4 separate regions of the Mus musculus genome follow, and regions 2, 3 and 4 are each linked to region 1. The links are chromatin contacts, called in public Micro-C and promoter capture Hi-C maps. All regions are on one chromosome and are shown on one strand. Each heading gives the region's core, a stretch centred on a gene start, on an enhancer-like site or on the middle of the called end of the contact. The rest is flanking DNA. Distances are from core to core; before and after follow the strand shown. Region 1 holds the start of Hs3st3a1 (heparan sulfate (glucosamine) 3-O-sulfotransferase 3A1). Region 2 has its middle 20 kb from the start of Gm30305. Region 3 overlaps Cox10 (heme A:farnesyltransferase cytochrome c oxidase assembly factor 10). Region 4 overlaps Cox10 (heme A:farnesyltransferase cytochrome c oxidase assembly factor 10).

The links. Promoter capture Hi-C pulls out the DNA fragments that hold promoters and counts their contacts. Hi-C and Micro-C count contacts between places; a contact is called where the count stands out from the background.
Region 2: a promoter capture Hi-C map of second pharyngeal arch cranial neural crest shows a contact between it and region 1, with 5 times the contacts expected there. The contact joins the enhancer-like site here to the promoter of Hs3st3a1 in region 1. A contact is called at or near these places in 1 of 39 promoter capture datasets (second pharyngeal arch cranial neural crest), 1 of 484 Hi-C or Micro-C datasets (bone marrow-derived macrophages), 3 of 115 datasets of contacts at active chromatin or transcription factors (embryonic fibroblasts, embryonic limb bud and stem cell-derived neural progenitor cells) and 1 of 9 other capture datasets (adipose tissue).
Region 3: a Micro-C map of trophoblast stem cells shows a contact between it and region 1, with 4 times the contacts expected there. The contact joins the enhancer-like site here to the promoter of Hs3st3a1 in region 1. A contact is called at or near these places in 4 of 39 promoter capture datasets (cranial neural crest, frontonasal cranial neural crest, hippocampal neurons and 1 more), 6 of 484 Hi-C or Micro-C datasets (CD4 T cells, gonadal supporting cells, group 2 innate lymphoid cells and 2 more), 9 of 115 datasets of contacts at active chromatin or transcription factors (craniofacial prominence, embryonic basal ganglia, embryonic forebrain and 6 more) and 1 of 9 other capture datasets (adipose tissue).
Region 4: a contact with region 1 is called in a promoter capture Hi-C map of liver, with 5 times the contacts expected there. The contact joins the enhancer-like site here to the promoter of Hs3st3a1 in region 1. A contact is called at or near these places in 16 of 39 promoter capture datasets (the 3T3-L1 cell line, 3T3-L1-derived adipocytes, cranial neural crest and 9 more) and 5 of 115 datasets of contacts at active chromatin or transcription factors (embryonic basal ganglia, embryonic forebrain, embryonic hindbrain and 2 more).

What each region holds. Positions count from the first base shown.
Region 1 is chr11:64,433,267-64,436,722 of GRCm38.p6, forward strand. It overlaps Hs3st3a1 (heparan sulfate (glucosamine) 3-O-sulfotransferase 3A1), which reads left to right and starts at 2,066. Exons shown (of 2, transcript NM_178870.5): 1 at 2,066-3,360. The coding sequence starts at 2,801. F930015N05Rik (RIKEN cDNA F930015N05 gene) reads right to left here and starts at 3,408. Exons shown (of 1, transcript NR_028445.1): 1 at 1-3,408.
Region 2 is chr11:64,737,217-64,740,686 of GRCm38.p6, forward strand. No RefSeq gene overlaps it. Among named protein-coding and RNA genes, the nearest start is that of Gm30305, 20 kb to the left of the region's middle. Within about 2 kb of position 2,100, at least 2 of the 459 cell types and tissues checked have an H3K27ac peak or open chromatin away from gene starts, as enhancers often do. A contact at or near this core is called in second pharyngeal arch cranial neural crest, where this site is marked.
Region 3 is chr11:64,025,525-64,029,263 of GRCm38.p6, forward strand. The region is part of intron 4 of Cox10 (heme A:farnesyltransferase cytochrome c oxidase assembly factor 10); the gene reads right to left. Among named protein-coding and RNA genes, the nearest start is that of Gm51866, 5.6 kb to the right of the region's middle. Within about 2 kb of position 2,072, at least 25 of the 459 cell types and tissues checked have an H3K27ac peak or open chromatin away from gene starts, as enhancers often do. A contact at or near this core is called in extraembryonic endoderm stem cells and trophoblast stem cells, where this site is marked.
Region 4 is chr11:63,987,761-63,991,161 of GRCm38.p6, forward strand. All of the region lies in intron 5 of Cox10 (heme A:farnesyltransferase cytochrome c oxidase assembly factor 10), which reads right to left. Among named protein-coding and RNA genes, the nearest start is that of 9630013K17Rik, 25 kb to the left of the region's middle. Within about 2 kb of position 1,436, at least 39 of the 459 cell types and tissues checked have an H3K27ac peak or open chromatin away from gene starts, as enhancers often do. A contact at or near this core is called in 3T3-L1-derived adipocytes, hematopoietic stem and progenitor cells, liver and 1 more, where this site is marked.

The DNA of each region.
Region 1 (3,456 bases), core at 816-3,315:
ATGTATATACTATATACAATATCACCTTATGATGAACTACAGTTGAACTGGGAGCTCAGTGCTTTCCAGATGAGAAAACATATATTCTGGTGACCATCTGCACAACGACACACTTTCAGAGCAACTTTTAAATGGTCTCTGTTTTTGTTGTCTTCCTTCTACAAACCAGACTGAAATACACAGAGGAAAGTTTCAAAACACATTAAACCTTAAGCTTCAAAGTGGTTTGTCAATATCCAATTTTCAGACATAATAGGACATGGAAACTTGGCAAGGCATGTTGCTCATCCTGGGCAAAGACCAGTGCTTTCTGGTCTCTGCTTCTAAACAGATCTTCATTGGTCTGGGAATCAGTTGTGACTGGTAGTTTATGAACACGGCACTATTCTTACCCAACAGGCCACATGTGATCCAGTTCTATCCAAGCAAACTTAGAATCAGTAGGGCCCCTGTGGAAGCTGAAAGGCAACCCCCTAACTTACACTTCCTTGGTCAAATGGGGAATGAGCAGGAAGAGGAGAGAAAATCTGAGTGTCAAAGCTAGGCAGCCAGGATTCCTAAGTGAGTTTCCTGAGACCTAGCTCTCTTGACTGCTGGACTCTTATTAGCACAGGGAGGGGAGGGGTTAGGGAGCTAGGAAGATGTCTACAGCGCACAGGATTGGGCTACAGTGACCAGGGCACAGCCCACATTGCCAGGTATCTTGCAGGAGACAGAAATAAGGAAGCAATACGATTAGGACAAAAATGAAATATCTGGTGGTGGAAGAGATGGCTCGGCAGTAAGAGCCCTGGCTGCTCTTCTAGAGGACCTGGTACAATTCCCAGCACCCACATCTAGGCTAACAACTGTCAGGAACTCCAGTTCAAAGAGATTTAGAACTCTCCAGCTGGCACCAGGTACCCACGTGGTGCACAGACACACATGCAGGCAAAACAGCCATACACATAAAATACAAATAAATGAAAAATTGAAAACAAAACCACCACAGAGTAACAGCCAAAGAAAGCAATCAAACCTTCAACATCTCCTGAAGATTTTACTACTCACCTCCCCAGGAGCCAGCAAGGGGCAGATTTTACCTCTTTGTGACTTGCTTTGGGGGCATGGGAAGGGTATCTAGGGGTCAGGGGAAATAAGAGAAAAAGGAACCCGTTGTTTAGGGAAGGACTCTTAACTCTCAAAGAGTGAAAACACATTCACGCATGTGGGTGGTGCACATATGCAAAGTATTAAACTTTATCAACAACTGGTTATACGGATTTGGAATTGTACTTATTATTTTTTAAATATAATTTCTGTTTTGGTGTATTTATTGATCTAGTTTCTAAGGGGTTCCTTTCCAGGTCCTATGAGACTCTTCATCTTTTTAAATAAATCCAAAGGAAAAACAAGCAAGCAAGCAAACTAACAGACAGACTTGTAAGGGCCCTCAGTGGACAGGGAAGTAGAAGGCAAGTCTGTACTGAAGCTGTCTCTTTGCCCAGACAAATGGGGGCGTGGCCTGCCAAGAACTCTTGGGAACAAAACTTCAGAAGTCTCTGGGATGAGAGGGGATGGGATGGGTGGGCTGGAGAAGGGTAGGAATACAGAAGCTGGGACCAGAGGGAATCAGGAAGTGGGGATCTGGGGGTGTTAAGGCTGCTAAGGACTAAGCTGAGCTGGAGAGGTCTGAGAACCCCCAATCCGGCAAGGGGTGGACTGGCTGGGCGTTAGACTCAGGCAATCATACAGGCGCTGTCAATCTGACAGCGCCCAGAGACCTAGGGGTGGAGGAGGAGGAAGGAGGAAAGGAGAGAGGGAGTGCGAGGAAGGGGCGTCTCCTCTGTCGTCCGCGCCCTCTCCAGTGTATTGGGCGGTGCCTCGTCACCTTTTTTTTTTTTTTTTGTCCCGGTCCCACCCCTTCTGCCTCTCTAGCCCGGCCCCTGCGCCTCTGCTCTGCACCCTAGAGCGGATCCCCGCGTTGGTCTGGCCTGGGCCGTTGACGTCACCACCAAGTTTGCTGTCCTTCGCGTCCCACGTGTGGCGGTAGCGGCTGAGGAGGCTGCGGGGAGAGCCCAAGAGCACAGTGGCAGCGGTGGCTGACAGGTCCCGCACAGCGGGGCCCCTCCAAGCTGTTCCCAGCTGGGGCCCCAGAGGAGTGGGTAGACTTCCGGAGCGCTCAAGAGGCCAGAAGGCTTGAGTCCCATTCGGATAGAGGGACTAGGGGGACTTTGCTTGCTCGGTTGCTGAGACGAGCTGAGCCAGGACTCAGGGCACGCTCCTGGGCGGGCCAGGAGAGCAGAAGCTGGAAAAAGGGTCACTCGTTCTAACCGGAGCGTACACAATTCTTCGGCCCGAGAGTCCTGCGCCCGCTCCACGGGGGACTGAGCCAAGGATGTGTTATCGCTGAGCCAAGTTCCGCACCGCTCAGGACCCTGCTGAGCCGAGCACCTTCGCCACTGCCGCCGCAGAGACTCCCTTGCCGGGCGACTCTCGGAGACCCAGGGCGCGGAGCTCTGCGCAGCTAGGCTCAGGACTCGGGCGCGTTTCAGACCCAAGACCATGGTTTCTTAAGCACGGCCCCGCACCCCTTTCCTCCTCGTCGCCCGAAGCCCAGGACCCCAAGAAGGGCTCGCAGTGCTTGGTCCCTAGTTCCAGCCCCTGCTGCCGCCCAGCGGGGCAGCTCTCAGGCACGCAGGGCGGCTCAGGCGATGCGGCCGCGGGGCAGCACGCTGGCTGGCAGCGGGGATGGCGGAGCTCCCAGCACAGTCGTGGCCTAGCATGGCCCGCTCGCCGTCCGAGGTCGCCTCTGGCTAGGATGGCCCCCTCGGGTCCCACCGGCGCCCAGCCCAGCCCGGCGGAGCCACTGTCGCGCAGCATCTTCAGGAAGTTCTTGCTGATGCTCTGCTCGCTACTCACTTCCCTCTACGTCTTCTACTGCCTGGCGGAGCGCTGCCCACCCGGCTCGGGCCCCGTCGCGGGGGTCCCGGGGCGCGGCGTCCCTGCAGGACCCAGGGAACTGGCGATGTGGCCCGCGGGAGCGCCAAGGAAGCGCCTCCTGCAGCTGAGGCAACGGAGGAGGCGCGGGCGGTCGGGGCCAGGAGACAGCAGCGACCAGGAGGAGCAGAGCCCTGGGCTGGCCGCCGCACCAGGAGGCTCCGGGGCGGGAAGCAGCGTGGCCGAGGCCCAGCCGGGGACCCTGGCCTTACTTCTGGACGAGGGCAGCAAGCAGCTGCCGCAGGCCATCATCATCGGCGTGAAGAAGGGCGGCACGCGGGCGCTGCTGGAGTTCCTGCGCGTGCACCCCGACGTGCGTGCCGTGGGTGCTGAGCCCCACTTTTTTGACCGCAGCTACCACAAGGGCCTCGCCTGGTACCGGTGAGCGCGGGGACCCCCATGGGTACTTCTGAGCGCTGGCTGTGCAGAGGGGGAGACTAGGAAGGGATGGCAAAGGGGGAGCAGTAGCTGTTCCCA
Region 2 (3,470 bases), core at 850-3,349, 300 kb after region 1:
ACCCATCTAACAATTTCCAGCCCAAACACATAGACATTAGTATTAAAAAATTAAAAAGAATAAAAAAGAGGAAGACGAAAGGAAAAAGAAGAAAAAAGAAAAAAATCTGAATTCTCTGCACAAGTATGAATATAGCAGTTCTCTAGGTCTTGAAGTCATTTCTGGATATCAAATATTTTGTTCTGTGTGACTGTTCAGGCATTTGTCTTATAATGGTCACCTTTTGTCTTTTGTCTTTTAGGAGATATTTGAAGGGAAAAATGAGAAAGAAATATGTGTCTTTCTGGGCCCAGCCGACTAGCCCTAGGTGTTTGTCCACAGCTCCTCACGGTGGGATTGGCAGTCCAGCTGTTGAGGGGCTACAGGGAGACAGGAGAGAGAAACCAATTCATCAGCTCTCTGGGCAATGGACTTGCCCTCCTGTTACCATTTCCCTATGGTCATAATAACCCCCTGCGTAGCACACCTGGAATAATTTAACTCACTTTGACCGATCAGTTGAGAAATGATTTGGGAAGTCTTTTCTCCTCTGCCAAGAGCTGGGCGGATTCATCCTGAGACAGCCAAAGAATGTCTGCCAAGGCTGGTAATGGGCTGATATATCGCTGAAAGGGGTTCCCTGCCATCCACACTGAGACCATGTCAGCCTGGCCCCTGATTCTACCCAAAAGCAGATGCAAAGGTTGCAAGCTGAGGAAAAGGTCACTGTTTGTTGTCTTGTTGCATTCAATTAATTACCACCCTTTGAAATTCATGAATTCTTTTAGAGTATCAGACTTCCATTTCCAAGAGACAGAAGTTGGCTGGCATTAAATGGAGACTGTCTCCTTAGAGAGGGGAATGAATGTGGTCATCAGTATACTAGGCCATCCTATTCCCTGCCTTTCTGCAACCTCCTTGGACCTTGCAAGTATTTGAGCATGCAGACTCTGCAGAAGGCAAAACCAGAACTGCTTGGGACTAACTCCTAAGATAAACAGCCCCACATCTCTGGATCATGAACAAACCATGGTTTTTCTTAGGACCAGAACTTGTCCGTCCGGGTGTGATTGTTTCAAACAGATATGTTATTATTTTCCTTTTGACTCATTGATGAATCCCTAACTTCCACTTTAGGAGTCTCCCATCTGAACATAATGTTTGAAGTAGTAATGAGCCCTAAATGGATTCTTTATCTTTTTCACAAATGGAGAATATTTCTTGCTGTCTCCAGCCATGTGTTAATGGTTTCTCAGGGGTCACCTGTACCGATAGATCTTTTGAATTTCCCTTGGAACACATGTGGTTTTAAGCTAGATGTTAATTGGAAACATTTATAGTGTCAAACATTTGATTAATGCTCTTGGTTTTAATTGAAGGGAATAAGCATTTCTTAAGCCAAGTCTGCTAAGTTGGGTTTGAGGGGAAAAAAAAAAACATTTCCCAGGATGGCTTAGAAACTTACTTAAAAACCTAGTGATGTGTAAAACAAAACACACACACACACACACACACACACACACACACACACACACAAAAACAGTCCCCACCATTTCCCAGCACACATTTTTGGAGCAAATATTTTGGAGGCAATTCTTAATTCTTAGCCATCTGATAATTGCTTGGTACAGGGTGTGGCACATGGCTAATAAATGCAGGTGATTTTCTTCATCAATGGCCAGTCCCATTTCAGAAGCAGAGTATGACTGCATCACCCAGCGAGGTTTTGCAATGATGCAAACTCTGACCATGTTTAACCCTTGGAGAAGAGAACATGAGGAGAGAAAGCCTATCATGTCTGTTGAGCTTCCCTCTGCCCGGCTGGGACCCTCTAAGTAGAAACAGTTGGCATGTGGTAGGAGGATCAAACATGGCGAAGGGCTCTAGGTGTGAGCAGTCAGGAGCCAAGTTCAGAGGAAAGTATGTGTTGACTTTAATTTTTGTTCCTAAAGAGCACAAATTGGGTCTCCAGATGGTGCCCCGTAGACATAATTACCCGTTGCAATAAATCACATGGAAGTGACACAGCAATTATTCTTGAGCCTCCACCCCTCTCTTGTCAGGTGCTGGGGAGACGCACCCAGACAGTCTTTCAGGTGTTCTGAGGTAGTGATGTGCGGTCCATTAGGGGCCTGCGAGGGGGATGTGGCCATTAACGCTTTATTGTCAGCTGGGACAGATAATGGATGCAAGATGGAGTCTGTTGCTGAGGCACTAATCCCCACTGCTGCTGAGGCTCTCTGGATAGTGAAGAGGAAGCACAGGGAGGAGGGAGGGTTCAAAGCCACATCTGAATGCTTGCTTGAGTTTAGGATGTAAACATTTAAGTACAAATGAGGCCTTTAACTTCCACACTCACCACCAAAGGATTTGGTTTGTAACTCACTTTTCTCAACAAATTCTCAGCCTGCTTGGTTGTTTAGGAAACAGTTCTTCTTCCTCTCTTTATTCATTAAACATATGCATGTTTTAGTACATCCACGCTCACTCAGTGTGTAAAGATATTTTAGAACCCCAAAGGCATGTCCATAGACCCACCTGTGCCCGCAAGGAGGCTACAGGAATGCCAGTTGGAAAAAGCAGTGGCTTGGAAATGCAGATGCTGTCCCATAGAAATGCCAAGCCATCCGATGCACATCATCCCAGGCCAGACAGAGTCAGATTTCATCGCTATGCCAAGTAAAAGGAAGTCCTAATATTTTCATAGAACTTTTTGAAAGCATTCAATTAAAATTTGTTCTTTGAGAAACTCCCATTACATATTTGGTGCTTCTCCTATGTCAAATGCCATCATAGACCCTGGACTTGGGGTACTCTTCCCCTTAAAACAGAGGAAGAGCTGTATTCCTGTGCAATGAAGCTACACATGCTTCTAAGTGACTGGGTTGTACTAGTGATATCATCGGCCTCCCTGTGTGTTGTGTGGACATTAACAAGGATATGCTGGATATAGAAAATACCAGGCATAGTGGTTCATGACTCTAATCTTATGAACTTAGGGCAATAGGATCAGAAGTTCAAGGTTATCCTCAGATATGTTGTAAATCAGAGACCATGCTGAGCTATGTGACATCCTGTCTCAAAACAGAGAAACAAGCAAGCAAAGCTATGTAGAAAATAAGGGTCTCCTTTCAGTATTGACTTGCCCTCCCGTGAGTGCCCTGTAGGTGTTATAATAAATTACTTTAACATAGCATCTTTTAAAAAGTTATTTATTTTAAACACACACACACATTTACTAAATGAAAACAAGTTGATTTAGTAGAGCAAAAAAATAGTAGATTTACTCCTAGTGCCTATGACATTCTAACCTTTGGCCTTTTGAGTAGTTCAATAGACATGACCTTTCCGCCTGTGGGCCAGACTTCAGATTCCAAAAAAAGTCATCCTATGGTGAGTTGGTCATTCTCTGTGGTGGCTTGAATGAGAAATATCCTTCACTGCCTCAGGCATTGGACACTTGGTCTCCAGTTAGTCCCACTCTTTGGGGA
Region 3 (3,739 bases), core at 822-3,321, 410 kb before region 1:
ACAGGCAAGGCGCCAGCCTTGTCATCACTGCCACCCCCTCCCTATGCATCCAGCCACCACAACTGTTAGGTCCTGACTGGGCTTGGCATCTGCTCAGAAACTTTCTTTGAAGCAGGTAGACTATGCAGGAGTGCCTGCAAGGGCAAGCTCTTGGTTCCACACTACATATAGAATTTACTTTCTGGATGATGTGTAGTTATGAGCAGATATTAAATCCTATGATTTATTGAAACAATGGCGTTTGTGAGTGAGAGAGAATGCAGTGCATTTTGTTGACAGTGGGCATGTCGAGGGTCAGCAGTCAGCCCCACACCCCTCAGACAGCTGCTTTCATTTAGCCAAGAATATTCTAGCCCTAAGAGTCCCCAAATCACCGCCACTGGAACCTCCAACACATCAAGGTTGAAGCCCACACACAGAACCCTGTGGAACACTGGTCAGGTCCAGAAACCTGCAGCCAGCAGAAGAGAGGTAAGCGCCTGGCACAGGTGCACTGTGTGTGGGCAGGCTTGCACTCAGGTGGCTAAGTCAGAGTCTAAACAAGATAAGGCAGCTTGACTTGGAGCTCGGCATTTGGCCAAATGACCTCAAGTGACTTGTGCACCTCCTCTGAGCATCCATTTCTCACCTGTCAGATATAGGGTTACTATACAGATAAAATCAGATGATAGATGTAAGGTTCATGGTGACCTCGAGTAAGACCATTCTTTTTGTTATCACCATTTTTACTTTGAATCTAACTATTTGCAAAATGACATGTTAGAGCGAGAGGACTCAGAGTGACCAAGGCACAGCCCGGGGGTGGGGGTAGGTTGCTCCTTGCAAACTGGACAAAGTAAGAAATTAGAAATTTAACTCACTGTGCAAGAACTAGGAGGCACAAGAAATTAACCACAGGGTGAAACGGGACCAGTGACCCTTTGCCTATAGTGTTGATCCTAAGAGTAGCATGGGCGCACTACACAAGAGGCAGGCAGAATATGGGAACTCCCCTTACTGAAGAGAACCAGTGTAGACTGAGAAAGGTCAGCAGCCTCTATCAGGTAAACTCCAGCCACGTGTTACTCTGCTAATAGTGCATCTAACTGGAAATTATTTTCCCACTATCAGAAAACTAGTATGTCTAATGAGAAAAAAAAATTACACCAATCAGAACTGCTCTTATGTACCCACAACAGCACAGACTTCCTCTGGGAAGAGACACACTGCTTACCATCTCACCACTCCTCCTGTACCCAGTGGGAATGCCCAGCGGTCCTAGCAGTCAGTTGGGTTTGCTCCCCACTCCCTTGGCCCACTGACCTTCGTCAGCATCAGACATGACCATACTTCCACAACCACACTACAACTTCAAGCTAGAGTAGGAATGGATAAGAAACCATCATTACCAAGCAAATCTGCTTTAGTGTAAAAAGCATAAACTTTAGCATTCTTGAAAATTCTATTTAGCAAAAGCTGGCAGATAACATACAAGTAAGGACTTGAGTGAAAAGCTCAGAACTTCCTTTTTGAAAACAGAACTAGGAGGGGAGGGAGGGAAAGGGACACTTGGGGCTGGTGAGACAGCTGGAGGGGGGGGGGGCGGGGGCGGGAGGCCTTACCCACCGGCCTGCTAGCCTGACTCTAGAACCAACTCCAGGTGGCAGTCCTCTTGACACACCCCACACTCCCTACATGACATGCCACATGCCCTCCACTCTAAGTAAGTAAGTAAATAAATAAATAAATAAATTTTAAAGGAATTCTTTTCAACTTCATGTAAAAGTATTGCTAGTTATTTACTTCTAATTAGGGAATACAGAGGACATTTTATTTATAACAGTGTTAAACACCTCTTATTTCCATTGCTTTTAAAGAACGGTGGCTGAAAGATAACCTCTATGAAGTAGCCAAACAGGGTATATGGTAAGACAGTGATGTGAAGACACCCCAGCACAGGAGTTTTCCAAGGAGGGACCTGAGGGCCAAGTGTTCCCGAGCTGGCCCCACGCACCTGCAGTCTAATGAAGCTCTCTGAGTGAGAGTGTTTCCAGAGTGAACTGTCGCCAGGTTTGCGGCTGGGCTGTGGTGGTAACGCCCTAACTGGGAATGTGCCTTAGGCCTTCCTTACTCCAGGCTCCCTAAGTCCCACAGAATCAAGTCAGAGCTCTTATCGTGGCAATTACGACACTGAAAAGAACAGGCCAACTGCTTGCTCCCAGCACCCTGCACATTCGAGGCCTCTCTATGTGTGTGTGTGCTTTCCATTCCCTCCTACAACTTCTGACTAAAGTAGAACTGGCTGGACTACTGCTTCTGACTAAAACACACTTTTCCTCATCTTTATGTCCCCCACACAATCCAACTCAATGGGTGGCCTCTCTAAGCACCTCACTCTCTCTACCTCAGAAGCTAGCTATAATCTTTCTCTGCGATATCACACACCACTTTGTTTCTCTTACTTGTTTTCTAGCCTGAGTTGGCGTTATCTGTGAACATTCCTAACATTTCCCACCTTGCTGCTGAGGCAGAGATGTCTCGTTTGCCTCTTTCCACTACAAGATACAGGTAGACCATACAATGGAGCCTCCCTTTTACAGACAAACCAAATCAAAGAACAGTTCTATCATCCGTCCCACGCCACACAGCTAGTGACAGGATTGCAGTTACAGTTCCTAGGCATCATGGCCTAGAGCAGGACACTGCGGCTGTTAACATGGTCTCTGCATCTCCCCACTAACGTCTACTCTGTTTAAAGCCTCAGTGTAGAAGCTGCAGTGAGGACAGTAGTAAGTGCGGTGGTGGGCTCCATGGTCCCCCACCACACCCCTCCACCATGGCTCTCCACCACTTCTGCCAGTGCCCTCGCACATTATTGTTTTTTCTTACTGGTTTCTTTTTAAAAAGCAAACCTTGTATACAGAAGTTTGTTCCCTACTCAAAATAAAATCTAGGTAACAAATCCTGACATGAAAGACGAGGTGAGGCACATCAGGAATAAAAGGAGAGTTGGGAGATATGGGCAAATAGCTTTAAAACAATCGCAGAATTGGGATCAAGACTACAAGTTTTCAAGAATCAGACCTAATGAAAAGTAAGCCAGGCTTCATTCAGTAGGACAGTCTCATGGTCCTGGCTTCTTTATGTAGTCACTGAAGGACAACGGAAATGAAGTCAGACAGACAAGACTCCCCGCATCATGACTGCCACATTTCTAAGGATCTAATGGTTTTTGTTGTTTTACTTTTAGAGATAGGTTTTCTCTCTGTGTAGCCCCAAGATGGCCTCAAACGCTCAAACGCAGATCCTTCTGCTCAGGCTCCCCAGTATTTGAGATTACAGGCATGTACCCACCACACTTGGTCAAGTTTTAAGGTTACAATGCTAAGTTGGAAAGTCCTCACATGAAGCTGTTGGGCTTCACTACCTTTGTTTCATTGCCTGATCAACTTCCTCCTTCCCTCCCTCCTTCCCTCCCTCCCTTCTTCCCACCTTCTTTCTTGTTTCCCATGGCCACCGTGCCATACAACTCCTGTTGTTTTAGTCAGAAGCAATAGTCCAGCCAGGGAGGGGATGGAAAGCATTAACTCTTGGGCATGCTGGAATCAGAATCTCACTCGGCTTCTCCTCAGTTCCTTGGTCCTTACAATCGTCGTTGAAAGAATTCAGATAAGACACAAAGTGCAGTTTAGAAGACTAGTAGTTAGTTTACTACAGGGCAAAGTAGAACACCCTCAGGGGTGAGACTGGACAATGGCCA
Region 4 (3,401 bases), core at 186-2,685, 450 kb before region 1:
GGCACATTGGGAATTCAAACTGGAAAACCTCAAGGTGATGCAGACAGTAGATTATAGGTGCCTATATCTCTCTGCATTCTCAGAAAACAAGGAAAAACAGAGAGCTTCAACTCTGACAGAACAATGAAACGATGCTGAGGAAGACCTGCCAGATGGGGAGGAGAGGAGAGGAGACAGGAGGAGAGGGAAGGGAAAGGGAGGGGAGGTGGGAGACAGGCCTCTATAGCTGAAGCAAAACAAATGCAGTTATTACAATGTTTAAGAATACTCTTTGAGTATAAAGAATAAAGCTCAGACAGGATTTCATATAAGTCTGTGTTGAGGCAGGGGAGGTGGATTATAGCTTGAAAGTCATCCTGTGAACCCAGAGTTGGAGATGAACATCAGCTGAAGTCAGGCACAAGCTGCTAGGCACAGCAGCCTCTGTCTCCTGCCATCTCTAATGTTTAACTGCCAAGTTTATTTTTCTTTTGCCCCAGGGATCCAGGTCAGGGGTGAGCTACCAGCTCACACTTGGGCTGTGGAGGTTTTTCCTCAAAGCTTTGGACATGAGAGAACTAAACTGAAGCCTGAGGGCTAAGGCTGAGATGGTCACTTTGGGGATGTGTGAATCTAAGTGAGAGAGGGATGCAGAAGGTTAGCGTTAGAGAGCACGGTGAAGTGCTATGCAGAGAGAGCTGAGGTGGCCAGGAGACTGGAGGTCAGCTGCAAGCAGCAAGTACTAAGGGGGCGGGGCTCTCTCCAAAGAGGACAAACAGAAGAGCCACTGTACACAGCATGCAGGTGTCTATCTAGGATAGAAGACACCCTGTCTAAGTGTTAAGCCAGAGAAGAGACCAGGGGTGGCATGTCTGGAAAGTCCTGGGAGAAGCCTTTGGGTGAGTCTGGCAGAATGACCTGCTCTCAGCAGGGCTGGGCAGAGCCTGGAGGACTAGTTAGTGCTCCCAACAACTCCTCAAGAGCAACTGCTCGTTCTTATCCTTATAGTACACAATTGCTTGTTCTTATCCTTAAAGTAACTAAAGTAAATATTGGGGAAAAAATTCTGGGACTATTCATGTCAAACCATTCCTCCAGGCATCTTTGGACTACTAAATCCATTTTATCCTATTAGGAATAATGTGCAGGAAGATGGGAACCTCACCACGTAGAAAGTTCAATAACACTGCACAGTTGTGTAACATAAGGGGTAGGAAGAAAAGATCTAGTGAGAATATGCAAACAACAGGACACCAGAGCCCCAGAAAGCCTCAGAAGCAAACCATCTCTTAACTTTGTACATAACAAATCCCTATTGGCAATAGGAGTGGTCAGTCTGAAGCCAGGGATCACATGTTCCCAGGAGAACAGCTCTGGCTCCAATAGGGCTACGCTCCTGCAGATGACAGCAGGGTTAAGACAGCTCCATTACCAAGCCCCTGGAGCACTTCTCTGCAGACTTCCTTCCAGGCAGATACAAGAGCTCTTTAGCCAAGAGCACTGTGGCTCCAGGAGACCTCCCGTGCATCTGGGCCCTTCCTGAGTGATATGCTCACTGTCATATGGTGGCTCCCACGCCACTGAAGAGCCTGATAAATCATCCTGCCACAAAGGACCCAGAGTTGAAGGAAAAGCAGAAAGCCACAGGGTCAAGTGTTTCCACAGGAAAGACACTGGTAACCAGCAGTAAAGCTGTTTCCATTAAGTATCTGTGCTGTTGTAAGGTGGTCCAGGATACACACACGAATGACAAAGAACCATGGTCGTATGTTTTAGGATGAGTCCGGGCACCCATCTTAACATAAGGACACCGTTTCTTTCACTAGTGCAGGAAATGATGGAAGCAGTGTTTTTCAAATGGGGTAAGATTAAAAATTGTTTTTTTTTTTTTTTTTTTTTTTTTTAAATTGTAAGTGACAACAGCATAACAAAGGAAGTGGCTTTTCTGGTGCCAGGAAACACAGGATCAGGCATATGTTGAGTACAGACTGCCAACTGAGCTACAGCTGTGACTGAGACTTTTGTGTTTCATAAATACTTTGTGTTTTATAATACAGTCAATACGTAGTCCGGGCTGCCTTCAAGTTTGTGATCCCTCCTCTTAGCCTTATAACTACCAGGATCATCGGTATGGACCACCATGGACGGCAACTGGTATTGTATACAGGCTATTGGCAGGTAATTAAAACTGGGGGACTGTCCTCTGTACTTGTCTTGGGAAGGTGAGAAAAAGAATATAATTTTGTAAGTTTGTTCTCATTAGATTTTATTTTAGCTCTATTTCACTTTTCAACTCTAGTAAAAATAAAGAAAATTTCAATGTTTAAAATATAAAGAGTATATTTTCATTATTTAAAAAAAGCGAATTAACTTACTATTCCTTAGTTATCAACTACAGCCACCATCATCTCCTGCCCCCGTGTAAACAAGCTGTACAAAAGGCAGCGATTATAAGGACCGGCGAGCAGCCTGGGCTGCTAAGGCTGTCTCAGGCTGGATACCCTTTAATCTTAAAACATGTGGAGCAGAGCCCTAAATGTATTCAGTTTATGTAGGTCAGCCCTAAGGGGAAACATATTAGACTCTACATTATCCCTCACAGTCCCCTCAAGTCATCCATAAAGGACATGCAGGATTATGTCCACACACGTCTAGGGAACAGTGGCTGTGCTCGCTCAAGTTGGAGAATGGCCTAGTGAGATTGCAAGGGGAATAACAAGGCCGCAGTGGCTCAGCACTGAAAGCATTTGGCCAGCAGGAGGTCTGCGGTAGGAAGGTCGCCCGTCTACTCCCTCCTGCCTTCAGGTAGGTCCAGCTCCAAGGGCTAAAGAATTGTTCATTTGGTTGGTGGTGGTCAAAGGACTGGGCTCCACACTAGATCCACTAGTTCTCAACGATTGATTACATTCTAACCTTTCTTGGCTCCTCTGCCTTAGGAATTACCTGAGACGTGGAGGACTTGACAAAAGTAGATGTAGGGCCATGTCAGAGAGAAACAACTGTTCCTTAGTGAACAAGGGTTGTAGAAGGAGAAAAAAGAAGCAGACAGAGTCATGGGGGTGAGGTAGGGAGGTGGGATGGGCAGCGTCCATCTGCGGAGGATAGGCACTCCACACAGCAGGCAGAGGCTTGGAAAGCAGCCGCCAGCCACCCTAGCATCAGCCTGGTTAGAGACACAGGGGGACTCCAGGGACTTCAACACTAAAAACTCAGCCCCCTACCCCACCGCCTTCCTGCTCCTAGCTGTCATTGAGGTCATCTTCTGGGACTTGTAACACGTCTCCATTTTTTCCCCTCTAGTGATCTTCACCTCCTGAGGGACCATTTTAGCTGAAACTTGGCCCCAGTGTCGCACATGTGACTGCCTCTGGCTTCCCAGGTGAATCTAAGTCGGTTCTTGGAATGGGTTATGCTAACTGCAT